Regions from separate parts of the Mus musculus genome. Here region 1 is linked to region 2. A link is a contact called in public promoter capture Hi-C data. All regions are on one chromosome and are shown on one strand. Each heading gives the region's core, a stretch centred on a gene start, on an enhancer-like site or on the middle of the called end of the contact. The rest is flanking DNA. Distances are from core to core; before and after follow the strand shown.

The links. Capture Hi-C pulls out chosen DNA fragments and counts their contacts.
Region 1: a promoter capture Hi-C map of liver shows a contact between it and region 2. The contact joins the promoter of Zfp58 here to the promoter of Zfp429 in region 2. A contact is called at or near these places in 12 of 39 promoter capture datasets (the 3T3-L1 cell line, cranial neural crest, erythroid cells and 7 more), 2 of 484 Hi-C or Micro-C datasets (cerebral cortex and uterus), 4 of 115 datasets of contacts at active chromatin or transcription factors (bone marrow-derived macrophages, craniofacial prominence, effector CD8 T cells and 1 more) and 4 of 9 other capture datasets (adipose tissue, liver, macrophages and 1 more).

What each region holds. Positions count from the first base shown.
Region 1 is chr13:67,499,192-67,501,920 of GRCm38.p6, forward strand. Zfp58 (zinc finger protein 58) reads right to left here and starts at 1,331. Exons shown (of 4, transcript NM_001007575.2): 1 at 1,180-1,331.
Region 2 is chr13:67,398,410-67,401,183 of GRCm38.p6, forward strand. Zfp429 (zinc finger protein 429) reads right to left here and starts at 1,358. Exons shown (of 4, transcript NM_001080941.1): 1 at 1,287-1,358. The coding sequence starts at 1,322.

The sequences.
Region 1 (2,729 bases), core at 81-2,580, 100 kb after region 2:
CCTGTGTCAAGTTGACACAAAACTAGCCAGTACACTGGTTGATGCCACATGTAAATCTGGCTCTCATTCCCCACGTGAGGAGCAGGAGCAGGGTTTCTGTTTTGGCTAACTAGAGATGCATTCTACACACTTTGATGTGCAGTGTAAGGAAGGAGAAGCCATGCAAGAGGCAGAAAAGCAAGGGAGGGGTGTAAACCACTGTGGCTGCTTCAGACAAGGAGAATTCCAGAATGGGAATGAGGTCCGTTTACCTTAAATTACATAAATGCATAACGTTCTTTAAGTTCTCCCTCACCCTGCTGACCTCACACAAACGCTTAGCAGCCTAAAACAAGGTGAGCTTTCCCCCCACTGCTCCGGGGGTCCCTGCTAATGGACTGGCTCAAGTTCAAGACCAGATCGAAGAATGTTTGTACAACAGTTGTGGGCCAAGTAGACATCCTGTCTTTCTTGAAAAGTAATCAACCAAAACTTAGGGATGGAACCCTTCAAAGGCTTAAGAAACGCCAGCCCTGAAGGTGAAGCGGGACATCAGCTTCCCCACCCCTCACTCTGCCTGCCAGTGGTTGCTTCTCTCCATGTGCCCACCGCACCTGTTTTCCCTCAGCCCTAGTCAAAGCTTTTCTTTATCAGGTGATTCTGGTAGATTTGTCCACGGTGCCCCAGAATTTCCCAGCTACGACCTGTTGTGTCTCTGATTTTTTTCTTACCCGTTTAATTCACCGACTGGCCGAGAAAAACGATGACAATCCTTGATCATACCGGCGTGCTGTGAAACGCTCGAGAGGCAGAAAACCCACCTATTTTAGATGAACTGAGAAAACCTCAAGATTCATCTGAGAGTGAGGTTCAGCTAGTAACAAAGTCTCCCCAGCCAAGCGGGAAAGTGAGCTCTCAGCACCGCCTGAGATGCAAGTTCGTCAGCTGACCCACCAAGCCTGATCTTTACACCATACCCCACTCCCGTGCAACCATCCTGCACTCCTGTCCCAGAAGCCCACGGTAGACTCGCGTTGTGCTCAGAGTTCTGACAAACATCAATCAGGGCACCGTCAGACACGCCCTCTCCCCAGCCCTGACCAGTATCTTTATGGACCAGAATGTAAGGACAGCGCAGGTCAGTTTCTCCCGACCTCCCACCCATCGCTGCTCTACTCGCTGCCAGATGGATCCCCGCACCTCGAACAATGCCTCAGGCTGCGCTGCTCCCTGGACCAACCTCTACGTCAGCGATGCAACTCGAGAGCTGAGCAGGACAGCACTCTCACCCAACTTTGGAGAAACAGCACACTTTCAGACTCAATTAAATACTGTTTCCGGAGCAGGTCCCTGTGACGACACAGTGGCCAGACTACAATTCCCACAAGTCTGTGCGAAGAATTTCCCGGAAATCAGCTAGGGCTGTTCCTGGATTTGTCACTGGCAACCCACAGGAGTGTATGAGAGAAAGAAGCCTACTATGCTTGACAGCCATTGGGAAGTCAGGCTGGTTTTCATCTCCAGATCCACAACATGAGATATATGAATATGAGTCGAGCCTTTGACAGAAATATTAGGGTTTCAGGTCCTTTCCTGTCCATGTGTTGTGATTTTAATCTTACTACTCCTTGAAAAAAAAAATCAGCACGACGAAGCAATCACTAGTGTGGGAATAAAAAAATATCTTTTAAAGATGATTTTTCAAACCAGCATTGATGTGCCTTATTATGCTCTTAGCTGCCTGGTGGCTTATGGAAGAAGGACCCAGGATCCAAGGTTGGATTGGGCTATTTATAGAGACCTTATTTCTAAATAAGATGGATAGGGAGCTAGTTTAAGGTAAAAGCCTTTGGGTGTAATGGCTTTGGCTCAACACTATGCTACATAAATAATTCTTGTTCTTCTGTACTGATACCCGGTGTGAGTCATATATATATCAGATTCTACAACTGGTAAAACTATTCCTGTGAACATTGGAACCCATACAGTACAGGAAGTGGGCCAAGACCACACAGGTGGTTTTAATAATTGAACAAAGTTAAGTTCAGCTCTTGAGATGAAAGGAAAGACCATCCAGAGACTGCCCCACCTGGGGATCCATCCCATATACAACCACCAAACCCAGACACTATTGCATATGCCAGAAAGATTTTGCTGACAGGACCCTGATATAGCAATCTCTTGTGAGGCTATGCCAATGCCTGGCAAATACAGAAGTGGATGCTCCCAGTCATCTATTGGATAGACCACAGGGCACCTAATGAAGGAGCTAGAGAAAGTAGCCAAGGAGCTAAAGGGGTCTGCAACCCTATAGGAGGAACAACAATATGAACTAACAAGGATCCCCCACCCCAGAGCTGTGCAGGACCCTTCATTAATGTATCCTTTACAGGGAGGCACATGACCTGACTGTGTAGTTTTATCTAGCTCAGAATGGTAACTCCTTTAAAAGGTTGTTCAATGGACTGCATTATATGACGTTATACATAATCCAAATATTTCCCAAGTTCCTCTCTACAAAGCAGAGGTTTTCTATCCATGTATGCATATATGGAATGTTTCCTATTTACCTATGGAACTTGTGCCTTTTGGCTGTTGTACTGGCTGGTTTTGTGTCAACGTGACACAAGCTGGAGTTATCACAGAAAAAGGAGCTTCAGTTGAGGAAATGCCTCCATGAGACCCAGCTGTAAGGCATTTTCTCAATTAGTGATCAAGGAGGAAAGGCCCCTTGTGGGTGGTGGCATCCC
Region 2 (2,774 bases), core at 108-2,607:
ATCTAAAGATTAACAGGACATTGATGGGAAGTAAACATGAGAGAGAGGCAAAGAGAACGATGGATTCCTGATCAGGTTCCAAACAATACAGACTCCCCATTCCCTACCAGCCTGTCTATACTACACAGTGCTTAAAATACATACAACACAGATCATGAAGCAGCAACTCCTAGGTTGTGCCAAGTGTCAAAGAGTCTCTGAGTGTGGAGTGAGGATTAAAGACAGGAGAGGCCGAAAAAAGATGCAGAGCCAAGAAATAGACTTGGGAGGACTGCTGGTCAATACCACAGCAGCCTCAAGTTTATTATTCACCGCCCTTTTATACCTCATATTACCATGGGCAGCAAAGCTACAAGATAACAGAAACACTGGCAGAAATATACACAATGTTCATAAACTTCTTCAACAAGTCCAAGCCCTGATAATGTCATGTTGACCGGAACCATTGTGGGCCAAGCGGACATTATCTCTTTTTTTAAAACTCTCAACTGTAAAGTAGGGATGGAGGTCCTTTCAAAAGTTTAGAAAATACAGCCCTCAAGGTGAAACATGATGTGAGCTCGTCTCGATCCCACTCTGCCTTGTAGACATTCCTGCCAGTGTATCCACTCCATGCGTTTCTTCAACCCTAGTCCAAGATTTTCAGTGCATTCAGGCAGATCTGTTGGCAGTGTCCCAGAATTCCCCTAAACGACACCTGTAGTACCTCGGATTTTTCCTCTCTTAATTCTTTACTGGCAGAGAAAAGTGAACACAGTCAGACCTCAAGGCCATTGCTATAAGCTGGCTACAGAGTACACGGGGACCAGAAACCCTTTTACTCTAAAGACACAAAGGACTCTGGCAGCATCCAGGTGAGATGGGGGCAGCCAGGAATGCGCGTTTCCAGCAATGCAGGTCTGTGGGCTCTGGCACTCTCTCAGGAGCAGGTAGTCAGCTCATCACCATTAGTTTGCAATCTAGTCCCCCACTACCAAGCTGCTCCAGTGTACCAGAGAACCAAGGCAGACTCGGGCTGCTCTCGGTGTTCTAAAGGAAACCTTCACTCAGGACACAATCCCAAAAGGCCAGTCCCCTCACTCCAAAACTGCAGCCTCAGCGGTCCCAGCCAGTTCAGCACAGCAAGTCCTGGCAGCTGCTTCCGCCCTCCCACCCAGCCCAGAAGCGCTCCCTCCAAGACAGAGCCCTGCTCTGGCACCCACCCCAGTCTATGCTGCTTCCTTGAACCAACCTCCCTGACACAGACCCCGCACAGAGCCCCAAGCAACGCTGCTGACTGGACCAACCTTCTTGTCAGAGACAACTGGAATAGATAGCCGCATAGGATTTCCGCCCAACTTTGAGGAAGAGGCACAAGTACAAACCTGAAGTCAGAAGGGGATTTCCTGGAAGGCTCCCAGTGGTCACAGCGGTGCGGACTACATCTCCCAGAAGTCTGTGCGAAGGAAATCCCAGAACCCAGGGTGGGTGACTTCTACTGTTTGGAGAGGTACGTGGATGGTAACACAAAGTAGAAGGTTGAAGGAGGAAGCCTTTTCTGCAGAAAAGCTATGGGTAATGCGACCCCATTTGGTTTCGGACCCCAGAACCACATCGGAGATGTACGGATATGAGTCGAGCCTTTGACAGAAACATATGGCTTACAAGTCATTTCTAGTTGTAAGTTTAATATTACTACTTCTTGAAAAAAACAAAAAAACAAAAAACGTTGACTTAGTAGTTCGTTAAAATAACAAAGCAATACACTAACCTACGTGGGAAGGAAACGTAACTTTATAAAAGGATGTTTGAAACCAACCTTGGTGTGCCTGACTATGCTCCTAGCTCCTCAGTAACTTTTGACAAATGGACTTGCGGTACAAAGCTGGCTTGGTTTCTGCCCCAACAAACTTGTATACTGTTGTTTGTGTTTCTACTTTTCGAATATATAGAAATAATTCCTCCAGGGCATTGCTAATATTACATATACAGGAACACATGCTGTTTGAGCAGGCCAAGGAGGTTGACTCTGAAGATAAAATTTGACATTCCCAAGCCACACCCAAGCAAGTGTCTATCTAACATTCCTCTAAATCTCTTGTCCCGAGTTAATGCCCCAGACTCTCAGACATTGGAAAGGAGATCAACAAGCAGCCCAAGGAGGCATTGATTAAAACCAGCTAACAGGCTACCTATGTCCAACAGAGACTACTACTGTTGATCTGTTGGTAGAAAGGTGTCTGTAATAAAAGCAGGTCACACATCCAGTCATTTCTCCAACTTGTTGTATGTAGTTGAGACATAAATGCAAAGGCTTTGAGTTGTACTGTAGAAACAAGAGTATACAGAGCACAAACATTTTAAATTGGTATCCACCCTCACCTGCAACTAGGATTTCTTTCTGAGAGCCCTCAGAAATCAGTGTACATGGGACTGCTCACAAAACAGCCAGGGGATCACATGGAGTCAATGCCTTGGCCATTCCTTAGATCCTGTGAACTAAAGGCAGGTACTAAAACATCAGCTGCAGTGGAGTCTACTCCACTGTGGAACACAGACCCAAAGTAGCCTCTAAGAGTACAGAAGCATAGACTATGGGTGCTGAAATAAACACTGGAACCTTACAGATTAATTCCCATAATGACCTCAACCGAATGGAACCAGTCTCTGCACTCTCACTACTAATTCAATCCTGTGGTTATACTCAGAGAACCTGATAATTTGCTGTATGTAGGTGTATTTGTGCCCCCATGTTTATTGCTCTTTATTCCCAACAGTAAACAACCAGAATCAAC